Regions from separate parts of the Sus scrofa genome. Here all the other regions are linked to region 1. A link is a contact called in public Hi-C and HiChIP or PLAC-seq data. All regions are on one chromosome and are shown on one strand. The core of a region is the stretch at or near the end of the contact, and the rest is flanking DNA. Distances in the headings are between cores, read along the strand shown. Region 1 overlaps LOC102158243 (a long non-coding RNA gene). Region 2 has its middle 120 kb from the start of ZNF608. Region 3 overlaps LOC102158243 (a long non-coding RNA gene).

What was found. Hi-C and Micro-C count contacts between places; a contact is called where the count stands out from the background. HiChIP or PLAC-seq counts read pairs in DNA pulled down with a chosen protein or histone mark.
Region 2: an H3K27ac HiChIP or PLAC-seq map of skeletal muscle shows a contact between it and region 1. The contact joins two enhancer-like sites. A contact is called at or near these places in 1 of 47 Hi-C or Micro-C datasets (liver) and 1 of 2 datasets of contacts at active chromatin or transcription factors (skeletal muscle).
Region 3: a Hi-C map of psoas muscle shows a contact between it and region 1, with 2.3 times the contacts expected there. The contact joins two enhancer-like sites. A contact is called at or near these places in 2 of 47 Hi-C or Micro-C datasets (fetal heart ventricle and psoas muscle) and 1 of 2 datasets of contacts at active chromatin or transcription factors (skeletal muscle).

What each region holds. Positions count from the first base shown.
Region 1 is chr2:128,418,412-128,422,298 of Sscrofa11.1, forward strand. All of the region lies in intron 10 of LOC102158243 (a long non-coding RNA gene), which reads right to left. Among named protein-coding and RNA genes, the nearest start is that of ZNF608, 260 kb to the left of the region's middle. Within about 2 kb of position 2,195, at least 7 of the 83 cell types and tissues checked have an H3K27ac peak or open chromatin away from gene starts, as enhancers often do. A contact at or near this core is called in skeletal muscle, where this site is marked.
Region 2 is chr2:128,277,540-128,281,426 of Sscrofa11.1, forward strand. No RefSeq gene overlaps it. Among named protein-coding and RNA genes, the nearest start is that of ZNF608, 120 kb to the left of the region's middle. Within about 2 kb of position 2,057, at least 14 of the 83 cell types and tissues checked have an H3K27ac peak or open chromatin away from gene starts, as enhancers often do. A contact at or near this core is called in skeletal muscle, where this site is marked.
Region 3 is chr2:128,549,466-128,553,352 of Sscrofa11.1, forward strand. All of the region lies in intron 10 of LOC102158243 (a long non-coding RNA gene), which reads right to left. Among named protein-coding and RNA genes, the nearest start is that of ZNF608, 390 kb to the left of the region's middle. Within about 2 kb of position 2,181, at least 16 of the 83 cell types and tissues checked have an H3K27ac peak or open chromatin away from gene starts, as enhancers often do. A contact at or near this core is called in skeletal muscle, where this site is marked.

The DNA of each region.
Region 1 (3,887 bases), core at 945-3,444:
CTCTGTGTTTACAATAAGGACCTGCCATTGCTCTAGTTTTGGGAGGGCCCCAATGTGGGGTTGACTTCAGTCACACAAGCAGATCATTATAAGCCAGTGTGGGCTGGACAGTGATGCTTTATGAAGGATGCTAGGTCAGCACACTGGCTGTTTCATTCTCATTAACCTTATCACTCTTAGGGCATTTTAAGTTCTCCAGGTTTGGGACAATGTTCTTCTTCCCTCCAGATAGCATAGAATAGTGCCAGGAACACAGTCAGCATTGACTAAATTCTACTGAAAAATTTACCTACATCTATGTTTCTGAAACTACACATTTGAGCCTTGTGATCAGGGGAACATACCGCTAATTCTCTCGTCTTGTTTCCCTTTGTTTGTTGAAGAGGAATCTCTAGCCATAAACCAGGTGATGTGTACAGTGTGGTACAACGGCATCAAGTTTGAGAGGAACAAAATACCATTGCGGCCACCTGCCAAAATGTCCCTTTGTGACCATCAAAGCTAGACACTGTCATGCGAGGCCTGTTTCACATCTGGAATCAATTCCTTTTGCAGTGTGTGTGTGTGTTTTCTATACCAGGCAAGTTCTAGATTTAGGAAAGTTGGAAGAAGAAATTTTTTGTTATCTCATCAGGAAAAATTACTTCACAGTGAAGAGGTCCTTTGCTCCAGCGGTGGGTCAGCTGAAACGTTCAGGAATGGTCTGCAAATCTGCTTATTGACTTTAATGACTTTTGCAGTGAGGTCACGAGATGGTATTCTTCAGCCCCCAACAGAAACCACCCTCTAAAGTGAGACCTTGCAAAACCCCCATCTGACCAACAGAGCCCACGTGATTTTCATTTCATGTATGGGGAGCAATTTATTATGTCAAATCACAAGTTTTTCTTTGGATCCAACGCCAGATAAAAATGTCAACATTAAAGTGGTAGCCAGTAAAAGAAAATTCTAATATTACATTGTGTACAATAAAGCTCCTTTGACAAAAATGAAAGGATTTAAAATTGTTCCTTATTGATATTTCTAAAAAACTATAACCTGCAGGCTTCAGTATATAGAGATATATTTACATACACAGTCACACCAACAAAACTCACCTGACCCCAAATTGGATTTATGTGTATACAAATAATTGCTTACATATTGTGCCTAAAGGCTTATACTTATGTGAGCAGAAGTGGGTCCTTGGGGATTGTACTGAGCAGGGAAATTCTAAGTGGATGGTTTTGGTCCTTGCAGCTGAGATAGGAATTTCCTGTATTTTAAAACTGACTTGGTTAAAAGGAATAAAACTTATTCTACCTTTCCAGTTTGGAGAGAACAGGGTCTTTAATGATACATTTACTCTTTGGATTAGTGTTCCATGGAAGGAATAGTTAATAATAAATGGAAATGGAGGTAGAACCTTAGGAGTTTATTCCGTGGAACAAATCATTTAGGATCTCTCCTTTCTGGGGCTGATATAATTTCACCAATTCTTTTTTTGTTTGTTTGTTTGTCTTTGTTTTACCTTGCAGACTTGGCTCTAGTTACTATATTTCTTTCTTTTTTTTCTTTCTAAAGTCAAAGTTAGTGGGCTTAAACCACATTATCACTGTTTTTGTTTTTTTCTCTTTTTTCAAAAACTCACATTTTCATTAGATCAACACTATTAACCATAACCAATTTAGGGGCAATAAAGTACTTGACTTTGACATGTACTATCTTACAGCAACCTCACAATCAGCTTGCAGGGAAAGTAGAGGAGGTAGCGATATCTTGGCCTGGCATGTGAGAAGACCAAGGCTTAGAGACTCAGTGAATTGCCTAAGGTCTCACTCCATGGACAGAGAATTGCTCAGACTCAGTCCTCAGTCTCATGTTTCAGATGCTCTTTCCACCACACCTCACTGCATTTACTCGGCACCCGGCATGCAGACGTGTGGTGGACACAGTTATATGTGGAGCACTCAAGGGAACTTACTTCAAGGCAACAGGATAATCAGTCAAGACTGACCCAAATAGACATGGCTCTCTACTCCAGTGAGCAGCAGGTTAGAACGTGGGCAGGGAGCCCAGAAAGTGTCTCCTTGCAGGCAGACAGACAGGAATCTCTGGAGACTGGCCAGGAGCCCAGAAGGTCTCCTACAGGGTCAAGAGGGCTGCCAGGAGGAATCTGTAATGCTTCCATTTTAGGTTTAAAGGACATCATAGTCACAGCAGGCATATCTCATGCCCTACGCGATGCTGACACAAATGCACACATATCGGCCTCTGTGTTGATAGATGGTATCTTGCTGGGAAGAGTGAATCCACACGCAGTTTTCTAGTTTTAACTTTCAGTCAAACTAATCAACATAAACCAGTCAGCAGCGTATGTGGGATGACAGATACTTCCAGATCTTTGCTGATTGCACTAGCCGGGTAATTAATTTGGGCATAAGTCATGGTTGGGCTGCTCTGCCGCTGCATGTTCAGATTTTTCCCACGGCTGACTGTGGCAGAGGCTGCTAATTGCCTACCCAACATCCATTCTCCCCTCCTTCCCTCATAGAACACTGGTTTTATAGAGGACAGACAGGGTACAATTAAAACACTATTTTCCACACTTTGCCTTGCAGCTAGGAATGGCTCTATGAGAATGTTTTGGTCAATGAAAGATTACAAAAGTATTCTGTGGGACTTTTGGGACATTTCCTTAAAGGTAAGTGGCTTGACCTGCCTTCTTGCTGCCTGGAATGTGAGTGTGATGGCTGGAGCTCAGAGGCTATCTTGTAAGCCTGGTGACAAGTGCAACATCCTAGGAATTAAGGGATAAGGACCATAAGGAGCTGAAGCCACTGAGAATGCTGTGGAGATGCCATGAAAGTCCTGGACTGTTGACTTCCAGTCTGATTTTATGTATGAGGGATACAAGCTTTTATCTTGTTTAAGCAATGATTATTTGGATGTGTTGTTATATTGCAGTGGGACCTTATGCCAAGTGACACATGTAGAGATCTAAACAGTGGTAAAAATGGAGATGAAAAAAAATTTAAAAAATACAAAGGGAGGAGAAGGGCTGTGAGATGGTCTAATAGCAAAACCAAACACCAGAAGCAAATTGCATAGTTGGATAATATTCAACTTTGCTGTTTTTTCAGTTCTTCCTATTTGCTCTCTTTGCCCTGTGATTTAAACACTAGAGTCCTGATGGTAAAAATTCTACAGAGAGAATAAAGTGTCAAATTACTGGCTTCTAAAGTTTATGTAGACTTTTAAGAGTCTTTAGAAGGGACTATACCATAATATGCATTTTAAATTATCTTTTTTTTTTTTTAATTATGGAGAACTTACAACCTAAAATAGGCAGAGTAGCATAGTAACCTCCCGTCTCATCACCCCATCTCAACAACTACCAGTCCCCAGTTAATCTTGTCCCTCCCATACCTCCACCCACCACTCCCTTCTCATTACTTTCTATGTCAACTTTAAATTTTGGTATAATTTTAGGTTTAGAGAAAGTTACAAAGATAGCACAGAGAATCTCTACATACCTTTACCTAGTTTCTCTGTTGTTAAGATCTATAATTATCTGTTACATTTGTCAGCTATTTAATTAGGTGTTTCTGGGATCCTGAGAAGTGAGGTCAAATCCCAAGGGTGAGTCCGTGTGTGGGTGTGTTTGCAAGTATAAATTTGGGGGACTCTGAGAGCTGCAGACTTTGTGCTCACTCTCTGGTAGCTTCAGGACACTTTCACCTCTTCTAAGCCTCAAGATCTGTCTGGTCCTGGAACAGCTGGTATTGGCATGATAGTGTAGTGTTGACCAAGGCAGGGAGGGCTGAGGACAACCCATCTCATCCAATGGCCCCAGAGTGGTGCAGAGGAGGTGCATGTAAATTTCTGGGCCCCTGAAAGGACTGGAC
Region 2 (3,887 bases), core at 807-3,306, 140 kb before region 1:
GCCTACCATCTGAGCGATTACAAATCTCCCTCATTACTGCATTCCTTCTCACCTGTATAGGTGCAAAAGCTTCCTACCTAGTTGCTCTTCCTCCAGGCTTACCTTCCTCTACTTTGTGCTACATGCAGCAGAGAGTTTGATCTTCTTTAGAACACTTCTGTGATTGCCACAATCCCCTTAAAACTTGTAAGTGGTTCCCTGCTGCCTGAAGATAATACTGGAAAGTTCTAACCCAGTCCCCCAGGATCGAGTCCTCTACCAGTCAGGGTTCCACATTGCAAGTCCCAGAAACTGACTCCGATTGATTGAAGAAAAAAAAAAAAAATTCTAAAAAAAGGATGTTGGGCAGCTCACAGAATTGCTGAGAGGGCTAGAGAACCAGGCTCTGAAATTTATGCTGCTGGAACTTAGTTTCAAAATAATGCCAAGGACCTGGCTGGATGAGGACATCACTGCTGCTGCAACCAAATGCTAGAACACGGGTTTCCCACCACTGCAGTGTTGCCACAAGCTTTGACTTCTGCAGCAGCCATCGCCCTGCTGCTGCCACAAGCATGAAATTCTGCAGGTGTCACCAGCACCCCTGTGGATATTTTTCTTTCCCTGCTACTTCTATTACAAGTGCCCTGTTCCAAAATCAAGGGAGTGGGGTTGAGCCTTAGGTCACCTACCCATGCCCAAGCTGCTAGGCAGGCTGGGAAAGAACGATTGGCAAACTGTCCGTCTTTAACGGTAGGTGGGTCCGCCGCCTTCCATGATTCAAAAGTGGTGGATTCCATAGAGGAAACTGGGAATTCCTCAGAAGAAGAGGAGTGGGGGTTAGATGCTGGGTAAATGGTAAATGTACACCACAGGCTCCCTCCGTCTTCCCAAGCTAATGTCCTGCTATTCCCACACCGAAGCCCACTCCAACAAAACCCAATAAGCATCTCATCACTCTTGTTTAGCAAACATGTAATGATACCTATTTGCTAAACACTGTCTTGGGTAACGAAAATAGAGAAATAATGGTTACTTCAAGGAGACTGTTGTCTCGGAGAAAGCACATACATGTAGGGAGGCAGTGCTAACCCTGTGCTGTGAGATGGGTAAACGGAAGATGCTCTGGGAAATTCCATGAGGGGACATTAGTCTGGATGGAAGAAATTATCACCTCATTGTGGTAGTGATTTCTTCCCTTAATCTAGACCAGCTAAGAACAAGAGGTCCTGCTGGTGCCTTTGCACCTCTTCTGGTGCATCCATGAAACTATGCTACCAACGCTTCCATACCCCATAGCACTATTTAGGTCCTGCTCTCAGCATGTTCACTGGGACACTCAGCTGGTCCATCTTATAAGCTACCTCCAGACTCTGGCAAGAGGATCCTCCTGTAGGAAAGAAGGGACTTGGCCCTTCCCCTTTCTCGTGGCTTTGCAGAGGTGATCATTTTCCAACTCACAACACTCTCTGCTACCTGCGCCTCCTCTCTTCCGCCGCCCCGTCGCAGCTCAGTTTACTCCCAGAGAAGCTGCCCATACTCATCAGCCTGAGGGCCAGAGCAGCCTGCAGAGTGGTGTTGACCTGCCCCTGACCTTGGGAGTCCCTCGTGATGTTCCGTCTTTCTGCCTGCCTCCTGGCACACGTTGGTATTTTTGCTTATCTCTGGATAAGTGGATGACTTTCCCTGCTCTCTTCAGGAAAGACAGTCTTAATGCTCTGTTCATCCAAGGAACTGCTGTGATTTTAACTAATTTTTCTGAGCATGATAACAAAGGGGGTGTGATATTTCAAGTTCTTGGACCACAGTTTTGGAACACCTCAACTATATATAGTGTCAAGGGCCAGCTTGGCAGTTGGATGCTGGCCCGGAAACACTGGTTCCCAGCTGACAGCAATGTCTTACTGCATTTTTCACCATTCCTAAAACTTGCTGCCAGTGAGAGATCCAAAAAAATGTCAATGGGCTGTTTAAACTGTGTTACTGTGAAATTTGTGTTGTACGGCACGTCACACTGCTGCCCTGTCTTAGCCTTTTGAGTCTATCTCCCTTGTAGGCTGTGGGTCCCCAGAGGCCAGGGCCTCTGACTCATTTTGGTTAGACTCAAAATCTCCATCACACTGCCTTGAACTCCAGAAACAGATGTCAAATACATGAATAATTGAATAAATGGTCTTCTTACTAATAAAGAAGTTGGCAGCCTACGTTTCATGGGAAGATTTGACCTACTTAATATTTTCAAACAACCTGCACTGTCTTCACAACCTATAATTGGTCTGACTCGCGTCCAAGGGTGAGAGTGAATGCCAGTTCTGGACCCCAGCCCAGGGCTTTGCTGGCTTATTGGCTTTCGGAGCAGGTGAAGAGTGAAAAGTGCTGGCGGTGAATAATGGGATTGGAAAGAGTACATCGCAGTCTGTCCTCTCCCTTCTTTGCTTTCATGAAACTGGCTGACCTCCTAGGGAAAAAAAAAAAAAAAAAAAAAAAACCCCAAGGAAAATGAGCTCATAGCTGCTAGTCCTTGAAACTCTGCTTCTTTTTGTAGATCTTTATAAAGAAATCATTTCTCTGTTTGGCAGCCACCTCAGTATTAAATATTGAGTGTCTTTCACATACTCATATGCATAGAACAAGCACTTTAGATATCATTCACCCTCTGCTTGAACTATTTTGGAGGAAGCTACCAAGTTCTGCTGATTCAGCCTTTGTGCTCCTGGCTGGGGCATCCAGCCCTTCTTTTCCCTCCTACCACCTCCATCCCAACAGAGGCTTTACTAGACCTCATCTGGACCCCACAGTATCCTCCCAGCTGTTCACCCTGCCATTGGCTCATTCTGTCATTTATCTACTGCATGAGTTTAGATGTCACTAAGCACATTGTGGGAGGCCTAAAGTTGTTCATCTGTTCATAGACTCTACTGCTCAAAAATTCTTCCACCATGTTTACAATACGCATGGAGCTCCTTAGGGACATGCAGGGCCCCATCTGCACAACTGTAGGGGTGGCTGTGCTAGTCAGACTCTGAAACACACTGCCCTTCCGCCCAACGATCCCACCTTCTGATATCCACAGCCCTGTGTGACCCATAGCATATGGTAGAAGCAATGGTAGTCATTCCCAAGGCCAGGCTGCAAAAGGCTCCGGAGCTTGTGTTCTGATCTCTCTCTGTCTCTGTCAATGTCTCTCATTACCTACTCCAGGGTAAACCAGCAGCTGTGGAGAGGCCCCTATGGAAGTGAACAAGTGAGTTGAGAAATGGAACTTCCAAGCCCAGGCAAGCCTTAGGCGATTGCCTCCAGACTCAGAGACTATGACTGGAGTGTCTCTACAGAAACTCTGATGGAATTATTATTTTTTGCCTGAAGCTAAGTTTTGGGTCATTTGTTATGTAACAAGAGTTAACTAATACTAAACAGTTCTGATGCTCTTTTCCATCTCTTTACTCATTTCCCTTATGTCCTTATATATGTTTTAAGTTCCAGCCAAACTGAACAGGTCTTCTTTCCCCAAACAGAACCAGAGGACATGGACTTTTACCTCTATACCTTTTCCTCGAGATGCTCTTCCATCCAAACTACGTGCTCCTGCTGTCTCCACCTGCCAGTGTCCTCCTCACCTTCCATAAGACTCAGCTCAGGTCACATTCCCTCCTTAAAGCCTGTCTGACCAGCTCCATCTAAGCCTGGAAAGTACCAGCTCCATCTAAGTCACAAAGTTACTTTTGTTCCTCTCACATCATGCACTCTTGGCGTCTTTTTCTGTGTTCATCTGAGTATGTTTTTCTTGCTGTGTGAGATGAGCTACACAGAGTAGGGAATGTGTAAATATCTGCCAATTGAGCAAATTACTCTTAAAACCTGAAAACCAACCTGGGCTGGCAGGCTGGCTTCAGTCATTTTCACTTCGA
Region 3 (3,887 bases), core at 931-3,430, 130 kb after region 1:
AAAAAAGGAGACAGACTTTAAACACACTACATGTACATTTGTATTCTTGGGGTGAGATCAGCATTCAACTGGAAGGTTAAATGGAGTTCAGATAATTTCTTTTCTTTATTCTTTGCTCTGGCTTTTGTCTCCTGTCTTTCAGCCAAACTGAATAAAGATGTCTCCGTTTTACACCAAAAGATTCAATTACTTCTCAAATGCTGGGTAAACATCTGCAGATGAACGATCTTAACAAATGTATTTTGATTCTACACAAACTTATGCGACACGTTTTGTTTTCTCTCTCCAAGAGCAGAGAATAGATTCCAGGCTGCTATTCTGAGCCTGAGCCTCCACGGCCACTAGCACTGAATTTTTGGCAGGCAGCCAACCAATCTCTGTGGCCCAATGAAACTCTGATTCCATCTGCTCCAGCAGCGCCATATCTTCCACTTCAGGTCAAAAGCAGGGAGCCAGCAGTATTAACATTACACTAATCTGTAAAGACATTTTCACTGGGCTAGATAGGCTAATGTTACACAGGCTTTCAAAGCTTCAAGGGTAAGGAGCAACAGTAATTGTCAGGGGGAAACTCAGTGGGCAGTGGATTCTTGCAGAGACTATTCCAAGATGAGGCTAGATGGATGGTTCTCAAGAATGAGGAGCGAAATACCTCTTCAAAAAGACAAGTCACTATCTTGTTAAGCAGGTATTTTAAACACAGTGTGGAACCATCTATTTAGCAATGGAAACACTATCATTCTTTTTTTTTTTCCTGTTTCTTTCTATATCCCCCAATTTAAGCACAAATGTTCACACACACACACACACACAGAGCCTCAAAGTCTGTTAAATAATTGATGAAGAATACCACACTCTCCATTAAAAACTTAGATGGAAAGAGATTGCTCTAAGTATAACCTTGGTGTTATGAAAGCAGACCCATTCCCAGCTCTTAAAACATTTTAAAAATAAAAAGTAAGCGTATAGCTCACCACCCTCCCTCCGCCCCTCTCTGCTGTTTTGCTGTTTGTAGGAAACATGATCAGTTTGGGGATACGCAGCTCGGTAATCAATTGCTCGTTAAGTACAACCTACCAAGGACTTTATTAAAGGTCCTCCATGGAAAAGAAACTGCGGGAAAATACTCTGAAAGCAGATTAACGTATACAATGGAAATGTAATACCAGTAACAAAAAGGGTCTTTTTCATTTTCCTAGTTCTTCCTTGGTGGGGGTGGGGTGGGGGGCGGGGGGTGGTGGGGGGTGTTGTAGTTTAAGGTTCATGCCTTTAGGCACATCAGAAACCATTAAGAACTACATTCCAGGAAATTGTAATGAATAAAAATTCAATTTAGACTGCTTGATTTTCTTTCAGCAGAAGAGGAAAAATGTTTGGCTGGAAAAGAACTATTTGAAAATCCCCACAATTAGGAAGTACACAGCTAGGTTTTTGCTATAATTTAAAGTTACGCAGTGTTGACGTGAAAAATTACTTTGTGCTAGAATAATAGATTTCCCTCTATGTGGAAATAGGCTGTCTCTATAATGTAAAAAGTAGTAAAACATATCCATACTTTCAATTTTTTTTCCTTTTAATGTAAGTGAAAACCTAGGGTTATATATTTTGAAGTTTTCACTTATTACGGCTTTTTTAAAAACACTAAATATGAAAGTTGTCTGAAAATCAGTAAACCATCAGATTTTGCCATCTCTGAAAATAATCAAGAAAAATTGGCAAGCATTTTTATTGTACTGGTTTCATACTTACTGCCTCTCTATATTCCCTGTCATAAACATTTACTTATAAAAGGAGCTGAACATGCACAGAATTGAAGAATCCCCCGCCTTAACACAAAACAAAACAGAGCAAAACAATAACCGTTTCTACTCTAAATGGAAAATTCACACCGGGCACAGATGAATGAATATGTATAAGTCTTCATGCAGTGATATACATATGATTTCTCATCTACAAAAAGAGACCGGTTTGGAAGACTAGTTATCTGACCAGAAAAGCCTGTAGTAAGTTGAGATAAAGGAGACTGACTCCACTCCCCTCAGCCTTTGCAATTGCTTTATATTCTAATCACTGCACTAAGCATCTGTCCCCGGCAGGCAGCTTGTTCAATCTAGCAGATAACGAATGCAGCCGATGGTGGCTGCGCTGGCCCTTCCCCGTGCACACGAGGAGCTAGTGTTCCATTCCTCTGATTAAACAGGCAGTGGGAAAGCGCTCTCAGAGCTGTAATTGCCTCCGTTATGAAACATCTTCACCTGTTAGCCAAAGCTAAGTTGAATCACAGCAGAAATTATTAACAGTGGCTGTTTTCAAGCCAGCTTAATTTGAGCTGATGCTGCTGTTCACTTAACACAGATGAATAGGTGTGCAGGACGAGAGCCTAAGCGGAGATGACACTCCAATGAATATCTGCTCCCAGCCCTGCTGCGGGGAGCTGGCTTGCACAACAGACAATTGTTAAAAAGCGAAATGGGGGTGGGGCATTGGATAGGACCTGCTCCTGTGCCTCTGCCATCACCTCCTGTGCTCAGGAGAACTTCCCAACTGATGGCAGCTTTTGACAGCTAAATCATTTTTGCAATTAGTTTCCACAAATGTTGGCAAACACAAACTGTTTTTTGGGGGGGCGGGGGCGTACAAAATGGTGTGAGCAACCCTGCTTCAAACCCTGCTTCAAACGTGGCCAGAAACACTCTTTTCAGAGAACCGAACAGGCATTAAAATTTAATGGTCTGCTTTCATTTTCTCTGCAGTGTGCTTCGAGATGATTATAAATTACAGCATTCTGCTTACTTTTGACGGAATAAGTCATGTATCAGCATTTGATTTAGAAGCAATGTGTGCTTGACATATGAAACACATCTTGCAGATATGATTTATCACACAGCTCTTTTTTGTTTGTTTCAGGAGAAGCTGCACCACGGGGTCAGCACGGTGACAGTGACAGCCATCCTTGTAGGAGGGGTATGACTGTGACTTTAGACGGTGGATCTGAAAAGTCTGAATATGTCTTTATTTCCCAATTTGGGAGATCCTTTTGTTTGTTCTCTAAAGCTCAAAATGATTCCCAAAGATCTCTCTTATTTTTAAAAACTTTTTTTTTTTTTTTTTTTTTTGGTGGGAAAAGATGAGCAAGGCGTTACTGGATATGGGAATCTTTTCTCAAAGCTGGGTAGAGGTTTCAGGGGGAAGAAATTCTATAATCCCAGAGTAGTTTGGGAAGCTGCTGACTTGGAGGGTCTCTGGTGCAACATGACTGGCTGAGCAGAGAGGTTGAGAGCAGATGGGGGATTTTTCAGTTGGATGGGTGTGGGGCTAAAGGGTTGGAACATAAAGACAGTGCCTGATTCTTCTGTCAGCTGGTATATTTTTTTGCCTTTGGGGTTATGTCTGCTGGTGAACCGAGCTGCAACAGAGCCAGTCCATTCCTATCAGTGTCTCTTTATCATCAGCTCTGATGGCTGCAGCCAAAACAATTGTGTGGGGGACTTAATGGAGATCACTAACTAGTTTAACCAAACAGTTGGCTGGGTTGTGGTTTATCCATCAAGTCTGATGAATAATTCTAACAGAGCTGCAGAAATTCCACATATTCCTTAAAAATCACCGTTCATGGTATAAGGTCTAACTTGGAAATATACTTGCCTTCTTTTTCTGTTCATCTATCCTTAGAAAACCAAGGTTACCTATCACCTCATATCCTCCGGGTACTTTCCTCAATGTCTACACCTTATCTCTTTGGACAGTTTATTCTAAATTTATTGAAGGTCTACTATAATTTCCCGTGGTCTTTCTAGCCTGCCCCCATGCTGTCTTCTAAGATTCAACTTTTAACCACTTTCCTCTGTCACTAGTATCCAGCCTGGCACAAATAGATGCTCAACAAA